Linked DNA regions of Sus scrofa: region 1 is linked to region 2. The links are chromatin contacts, called in public HiChIP or PLAC-seq maps. All regions are on one chromosome and are shown on one strand. The core of a region is the stretch at or near the end of the contact, and the rest is flanking DNA. Distances in the headings are between cores, read along the strand shown.

Evidence for each region. HiChIP or PLAC-seq counts read pairs in DNA pulled down with a chosen protein or histone mark.
Region 1: an H3K27ac HiChIP or PLAC-seq map of alveolar macrophages shows a contact between it and region 2. The contact joins two enhancer-like sites.

The regions. Positions count from the first base shown.
Region 1 is chr8:70,150,334-70,154,550 of Sscrofa11.1, reverse strand. No RefSeq gene overlaps it. Among named protein-coding and RNA genes, the nearest start is that of CXCL2, 4.8 kb to the left of the region's middle. Within about 2 kb of position 2,855, at least 23 of the 83 cell types and tissues checked have an H3K27ac peak or open chromatin away from gene starts, as enhancers often do. A contact at or near this core is called in alveolar macrophages, where this site is marked.
Region 2 is chr8:69,947,312-69,951,516 of Sscrofa11.1, reverse strand. No RefSeq gene overlaps it. Among named protein-coding and RNA genes, the nearest start is that of CXCL8, 17 kb to the right of the region's middle. Within about 2 kb of position 2,081, at least 2 of the 83 cell types and tissues checked have an H3K27ac peak or open chromatin away from gene starts, as enhancers often do. A contact at or near this core is called in alveolar macrophages, where this site is marked.

The DNA.
Region 1 (4,217 bases), core at 1,606-4,105, 200 kb before region 2:
TCTTGAGATAATCAGTGGCTCAGAGATATAATAGCTCTTCTTTAAAAGTTAAACATATGATCTTATTTTTCCTATTATAGATGTATATCTGCCTATTATAGAAAAATTATAAAGGACAAAAAACGTGCAGACCTTGTTATTAAGAATTTTTCAGAAGTTCCCATCGTGGCACAGCAGAAACAAATCTGTCTAGGAACCATGAGGTTTTGGGTTCGATCCCTGGCCTTGCTCATTGGGTTAAGGATCTGGTGTTACCATGAGCTATGGTGTAAGTTGCAGACACGGCTTGGATCTAGTGTTGCTGTGGCTCTGGCATAGGCCGGCAGCTATAGCTCCGATTAGACCCCTAGCCTGAAAAGCTCCATATGCCATGGGTGTGGCCCTAAAAAAGGACAAAAGACAGAAAAAAAAAAAAAGGAATATTTCAGTTTTGTCCAAAAATCAAACCTTAACCCATTGCTCCTTTTTTTTCAACGTCCTTAATAACTGCTATATTTTATGTGCTTACAAGATGCTGAGTAAATATGAAGTGATATCACAAATAACACTTTGACATAGTGTGAAATATTCTAAATTATATGTATGTGTATATGTGTGTATATATATATGTGCGTGTGGGAGGTATAAATATATATACCATTTAGTTTTCTCAATTGCTTCAGGAAGTAGTCATCAATTCATTTTCTCCAGTTTTTCTCCACAGGGAAACTAAGTTAAGTTGCCCCATGTTTCACAGTTAATATAAATCAGAATTTGAGCTCCAGGCAATGTAGTTTAACCGCCCCACAATAAAAAGTCATTTTTTTTTTTTCCCGGGGCAAGCAACAGATAACTTCAGAAGGGCGGTTCTGTTTTTGTTATCCTCGTGGTTGAATAGCTCAACTTCACCTTTCTTCTCGCCTAAAAAGAGCCAACTGCTCAAAAGTCTCCAGTGTTTTATTTCACTAAGCAAGAAGTTTCTTCTGTGACATGAATGTTATATACTTGAATTTAATGAAATCTTTATCTATTTATCTACCTATTTGGTTTTCCAAATCAGTGGACTTCACCTCTAAAATCAGATCAGTGGAAGGAAGAGCCCACCCTGAGAGCTTCCTAGAACAGAGTGTGTCAGTGGGATCTTGTTTGATGAAATAAGGATCACCGTTTTCTGCTGAGCCCAGTTTGGGCCTGTTACCATATTTTAACATCTGAAATATTTTGCCTTCAGCATTAATAGGAAGCTACCCAGACCTTGACTCTTCATAGCTTAAAATGCCAGAGAATGTTTGCTCTAACACTTTCCAGATCCAACCAGAGTATTGACGTAAGACGACGGAGCGGCAGGAACAGGTAGTGCCATGCTGCCTTCCCCATGCGGGTCTTGGAAGTCGGGCCTGTAACTGCCAAACCTATTTTGTTGCAATTGCTAAATCCCTGGTTCCTTTCCCCTCTTTAATCTGGAACATTTCATCCCATGTCAGTGTCATCCACGGAGTCCAGTTTCTATTGCTTTTGTCATTTTTGCCTGCCTTGAGCCCCTTCTTCCTTCTGGTTACAAAACCTTGGTTTTCCTATGGGAACCATTTTTCTTCCTCCTCATCTGGGTAGCTCAGGTAGGCTGACCTTGCTCCAGAGCTCCAGGAGGAAACTGATGACTGAAAGTTATGTGGGACAGTTGTTCCAGTCTGGTCCAATCTCCAGAGTTACGGGGGTGGGTGAGTGACCTAAGTCTGGCCAAGTCCGAAAAATCCCTAGAGTCCTTCTTGCCAGGAAATTGTTGGAAAAACAAGTCCTTGATTCTTGTTAGGTTATATCCGGTAGAACAGAAACTTGAAGCTTTGCCAGCGTTTGAGAAGAGCTTGCCTAAAATGAAGTCAGCACAGAGAAAAGGAGCCTGATTGGAAGTGAAACTGTTCCTGAAGAGAATTTCTGAACAGTAACACCGAGCTTTACCATATCAACTCATCAGTCTTGTAGTCTCATAGATCAATGATTCTCCACCTCGTTAAGCCAATTTGTGCTGGGCTTTTGTTACTGACTTGCTTACTACTTGAATTATCTCCTGGATGAAGAGGGTGTTTCAACTCACATTTCATTCTTTTCTTTCAGCATTTTCACTGATCGTTTTCGGCACCTTTATAAGATGGGAATGAAGTTTGGTTCTGGAGATAAAACGAGGAATAGAGAGTGTGCTCTGCTCTAGCTCTCAATGAATGCAATAAGGGAGATGAATGTACAGTTAGACAATTTTTAGAAAAGCCTGGTAAATACCATGGTAACCCATTCTCAAGGTACTAGGATTGAGGAGGGACTCCCCAGGCAGCTCTTAGAGAGTAGGTTTATGAGAATATCTGACACTCAGAGAAGTTTTCCTGAAAGGATCACTCACTTATGTGAATCTCAAGGATAAGGAATTTTCCAGATACATGGGGAGCACTGAGCAGTGGAAAACATCCCAGGAGAAGGCCAAGTGGGAAAAGGCATGGCTATTAAAAGAACATGTGAAAACTGGGAGAGGAAGTGGCTCATGCAGTAGAAACTTACTCTGTGAGCAGGGAGAGGGAAAAGACTGAGGCAGAGCAGGTGTCAGGGCTGGGACACAGGAGACCATGTACTGGTAAGATTCTGCTTGGCTATCAGGACCCAATTTGGATGTTGCCTCCACTAAGTCTCCATAGGCACCTCGAGGTGCTCCACAACCCTGCAGTACAGGCTACACTGAGAACTTTATTGGCTCTCTACCATGGGGACGGGGGAAGTTTAGGGTGACCTAAAGATTTAGGGTGTGTGTAGAAAATGAGGGTGGTAGATATTGCAAAAAATCAATAAACAAAAACCTTAACTAAACAGAGTCAAGAGACATCAGAAGAGGGCGCTCTCACACTCTGAGACAAGAGCAGAGCCCAACCTGAAGATGACCCCTTCCGTGTCAAGGACTGAGTCAATGAAAAGCCATAGACTCTTTGTTTAATGCAGCCCTTCCAACTTCCTTTTCCCCTCTATAGAAGTGTTCTTGTTTTGGCCTGTGGGGACCTGTGTGGGCAGACCCCAAATGGCAATTCTCAGCTGATTCCAAATAAACCCATCTTTGATGGAGAAATATCTGATGATCTTTTTATTACAGGTCAAAAACATTAAATCAAAAGACATCGATGAAGCACAATGTACAAGAGATTGTGGTCAGTTTTGCAAAAAAAGTTTAGTGGATAAAGTCAAAACATGAAAAACTTCTTCATGCATACTTTCTTCTGCAGTATAGGTAGTCTTCTGTAATATTTCTGTTCCTATGTTAAAGGCAGTCTGATGATTTTAAAAATCTATAATTATGTAAATTCATGTCCATTAACTCTGAATACCAACTAATAGATTTCAGCATTATCCCAAGGCTTTGAAAGAATATATTTCAATATAAATTTTGTATTTCCATTTTCTTAAGGGTGTTTTTTAAACTTTTGCAGAAGTAATTAAATTACTTTACATATAGTATAAGCCAAAGAAATATAGTAATGCCAAAATTACCAAAGACTATGTCAAGAAATAGACATAGGAAATGAGGAAATATATTCATGGAAATGTTTTTCTTTATCACACTTGGTTATGATGGGCGTGGAAGCAGCATGATTGGCCCTGTTTTGATGCTTCCTGTATTGTGGAAACAAAATTTAGGAAGTTGAGAGATGAGCTATAAACCACAGCAAACACATCACGTAGAGTGATATGTTACATATTTCAGCTAGGAAACTTGCAATCATCATAAAAATCTTGATGATCAGAGAATATCCTCTGTGATCTTTCAACATTTTGAAACCTTTTGACACATTTTTTGTGGCTCACATATGGTCTCTTAGAAAATGTTTTTGTGTGTTGTAAAAACAGATGTGACTTATGCAGTTTTTAGATGAAGCATCCCTATTTGTTGGGTTTTTTTTTTTTTTCCTGACCAAATTGATTGGTCATGCTGCTTAACTCTCCTGTAATGTTACTGATTCTTTGCTATGTGGACCGTTAAGTATTGAAAGAGGTTTGTTAGAATCTTTAACTGTAGTTGTGGTTTCATCTCTTGCTCCTTTTAGTTTTTCTCCATTTTGCTCTCCACAGTTTAAACATATGTTAAGTTCATAAAATTTTACAATTATCTTTGTCTCTTGTAAAGCTACCACTCTCTAATTTTAAATCAGCGTTGTTTATCTCTACTTCTTTACTTGAGTCTTAACATATTAATTTGGTCCTAGTAA
Region 2 (4,205 bases), core at 832-3,331:
TTTCATGATTTCAGTGCTTGGCCAAATCCTTAAAGGATGTAAATGTATGTTTTGTTTACTTTATATATTTTATGACTCACAACTCTTGGCACATGTCATGGGCTCTTAATATATTTCATTTTAGTTTCTGTTTTTAAGAAAGTACATATTAATACTCAACATTCGCAGAATTGGAGACTAAAAATTCTCTTTAAAAATAACATTTAAAGCCCTTATAAAAAGAGTCGAGACTTTTTAAAGTCATCTAGTAAGACAGAGTACCAATAGATAATAGCAACCACTGTAGTCATCACCACCACATCAGTAAAATATGATTTGACCTGTCTACCATATATTATAACTTCTAGTAGTTACACCAATTCCTAATGAGAATCCATCACAATAAATTCCATTCCTTGTCCATAGATATTAGTGACAGATCATTGAGCATGATTATGCTGCAGTTAAATGAAATACTAATCCTTTCAATTGATATAAATACAATGTCCTCAGAAAGTGGAGATTAGGGAAAGAGCGAGAAAGAGGAAAATATAAAGAAAACAAAATATTTTATTTACTAAAATTCCCAAAAAAGCAAAATTGTAAATTTTGGCAAAAATACTGTTAGGGGCAAATAGAAGACTAGGTGAGTTTTCCAAAGGGCGCTCAAGGTGAGTAGAATTACTATGTGTGAGAAAACAGAAGAGCTGAAGAAGAACAGAAGTGAAAGAGAGTGGAAGAAATGAGTTAGTGAGATGTACAAGCCCATATGATTCTCATTGGGTCCCTTTCCCCCACAGCTAGTGTTATGACAGTTTTCTAAATGCATCGACAACATGGAGTTTGAAGGGAGGGTTGTTTGGGGCTGGAATCTGGTGAAGACTTGGAATTTGTACCCTGATGATCAGGGCAGACCGAATTCTGGAGTCTCACAGAGACTGTGCAGCAAATTCTGGACTCTAACAAAGCCTTGGACATGGTGCTTAGGTCAAGTTTAACCAGATGCCCAAGGGCAGGAGGGCTCCAACGGGTATCCAGTTATAAAAGTAATGGCTACAGTTCTAGTGATTGACTACGAGGATTTAGAGCAGCACGGCATTTTCTCAGTGCCTATGGGCTATAGCATAATTGACTGCACTTAAGTCAAATAGTCAGATAATTGTACCTATGACTACTTTCTACCCAAGACTTTTCAAGGAAAAGCATTGCATCTTTCTCATTCATATATATTACCTGAAGTCTCCAGCACGGAGATTAGTAGGTGTTTGATAATGAATTCTTAGGACATTGATTTGAGTGCGCCCAATAAGGTCTTGTGATGTAATGCAGAGAGACAATTGATTTGGGGAACAGAAGACCTAGGTTTACACCTTGCCTTAGGGTAAACTTGAGCAAGGTTCTCAGATTCTCTGAATTTTAGTCTTCTCAATTGCCAAATGAGATAATATTACCTTTCTCGAAGTGTTGGACTAAAATGAAAGACTATAAAAGTACCAATTAAATAACAGCCATATGAATGCAAAGTATGTGTTTAATTTACATTTTGTTGTCCGGACTTTCAAGGATGTAAGCCTTTTACATTAAAATTCAGTAGGGTGAGGAGTTTATCTTTCCTATATTAGAACAATTCTTTTGCTTAATTTTGTGTGGACCATGGGTCCCTCTGAAAAGAGGTTCCATGAAATTTTATGTGAAGTTTTAAAATATTATAATTAATAATATTTATAATTTATAATGTTACACATTTAGTGACATATGTAGATAGATATAGATACACACACCCACACACAACATTTACTGGCAGCTCTCATCTCTGAATGGTGAAATAACTATAAATGCACATAGCTCTTTTTCTGTGTAAAATGAAACCTATTACTACTTTTCAGAAGAGTAAGTAATTATACTGAAAGTAAGAAAAAATTTATTGAAAGTATCTTTGTCACTAACTTCTTATAGTAATATAGTGTTTGCATAAAATATCTGAAGCTTTTTGCTCACCATTTTCACAGAAATTCAGAATTCAGAAATAACTTTACTGTTGCCATTAGTAGTGTTCTACCCTCAGTGGCCTTGACCTTCTTCTTAAGCTGCTAGAGGAAAAGTCAGTCTAGAAAATGTTCAGCATTGCAGAATCTTGGGAAATTTTAAAAGCCTTATGATGACAGTTGCAACATGGAGTTAGGAAATGGTACATTCTAAGACTAACTCAAAACTGTAAATTTTTTCAAACCTTCACATAGGTTAAAATCTTTTTTTCCATGGCCGTAATTTTTCCTATACTCTTTTCTATACCGTAACAATCCACATCTAGTGATTTTTGGCAGGTGAATTTCAAGAGAGAGAGAGAAGATTGGACTTCCTCAGAGAGTTCATTTAGTAATTGTTTAGTAATTGTATATTTTCCTTGTGAGTCCTCGGTCCCTGTATCATAAAACAAGCAAGCAAACAACCCCCACATGAACCCAAGAATTCCTTGCATTTGACTCTCAAGATTTTACTTCCTTGTAAAGATATATTTTCCTTAAAGTCTAGAACATCAGATAATATAAATCCTACAGGTCAAACTGGGGAGAGAGCTAATATTATAAAAGTTTTAACACACATGATACCAAAAGCACAAGCAACAAAAGAAAAAAAAAGGCAAAGAAATTGGACTTCATCAAAATTAAAAACTTGTAGGGAGTTCCCGTCGTGGCACAGTGGTTAACGAATCTGACTAGGAACCATGAGGCTGCAGGTTCGATCCCTGGCATTGCTCAGTGGGTTGAGGATCTGGTGTTACTGTGAGCTGTGGCGTGGGTCACAGACCTGCATTGCTGTGGCCCTGCTGTAGGCCGATGGCTACAGACCTGATTAGGCCTCTAGCCTGGGAACCTCCATATGCTGCGGGAGCGGCCCAAGAAAAGGCAAAAAGACCAAAAAAAATTAAAAACTTGTACATCAAAGGACCCTCTCAATAGAATAAAAAGGCAACCCAAGGAATTGTGAGAAATATTTGCAAATCACATTTCTGATAAGGTTAATAGCTAGATTACATACAGAACTCCTACAACTCAATCACAACAAAACCTCAATTTTTAATTTTTTAAATTAAAAAAAAATTTTTTAACAGCCACACCTGTGGCATAAGGGAGTTCCCAGCTGAGGGGGCAAATCAGAGCTCCACACCACAGGCACAGAGATACTGGATCCAAGCCATGTCTGTGACCTACTGCAGCTTGCCTGAGGCAATGCTGGATCCTTAACCCATTGAGCAAGGCCTGGGATCAAACCTGCATCCTCAAGTAGACTATGTTGGGTTCTTAATCCTCTGAGCCACAATGGGACAACTTAATGTTTCAAATGGGCAAAGGACTCAGACATTTCTCCAAAGAGGATAGGCAGATGGCCAATAAATACATGTAAAGATGTGAAACAAGACTAATCATTAGGGAAATTCAAGTCAAACCATCTTGAGATATCCTTTCATACTCATGAAGATAGAAAAAGAGGAAGGAGGGAAGGAAGGAAGGAGGGAAGGAAGGAAGGAAAGAGAAAGAAAGAAAGAAAGAGGGAGGGAAAGAGAGGAAGGGAAAGAGTAAGGAAGGAAGGAAAGGATGAGAGAGGGAGAGAAAGAAACGTAGTGTTGGTGAGAATGTGGAGGTATTGAAATCTCGCACATTACTGATGGGAGGGTAAAATGGTGCATGTTTCCTCAAAAAATAGAATTGCTGTTTGATCCAGTAATTCTTTTTCTGAGTATCTTCCCCAAAGAATTGAAAGCAGAGACTTGAACAGATATTTGTACACCAAGGCTCAGAGCATTATTCTTAATTTACATTTACACCATTATTCATAAAGCCAAAAGTAGGAAATGCCCCCAATGTCCATCTATGGGTAAATCATTAAACAAAATATATATACTCACAATGGAATGTTATTCAACCTTAAAAAGGTAAGAAATTCTGACCCATTATGCAACAGGGATGAACCTTAAGAACATAATAGAGTCGCAGGAGCCAGTCACAAAGGACAGACGTATGATTCCACTGATAGCACCTGAAGTAAAATTCATAGCTGCATAAAAATGGAATGATGGCTCCCAGAGGCCAGAGAAGAAGGACAAACGGAGAGTTACTGCCTGATGGGTACAGAGTTTCAATTTAGGAATATGAAAGAGTTCTAGAGATAAACAGGGGTGATGATTTCCCAACAATGTGAATACACTTGATGCCACTGAACTCTAA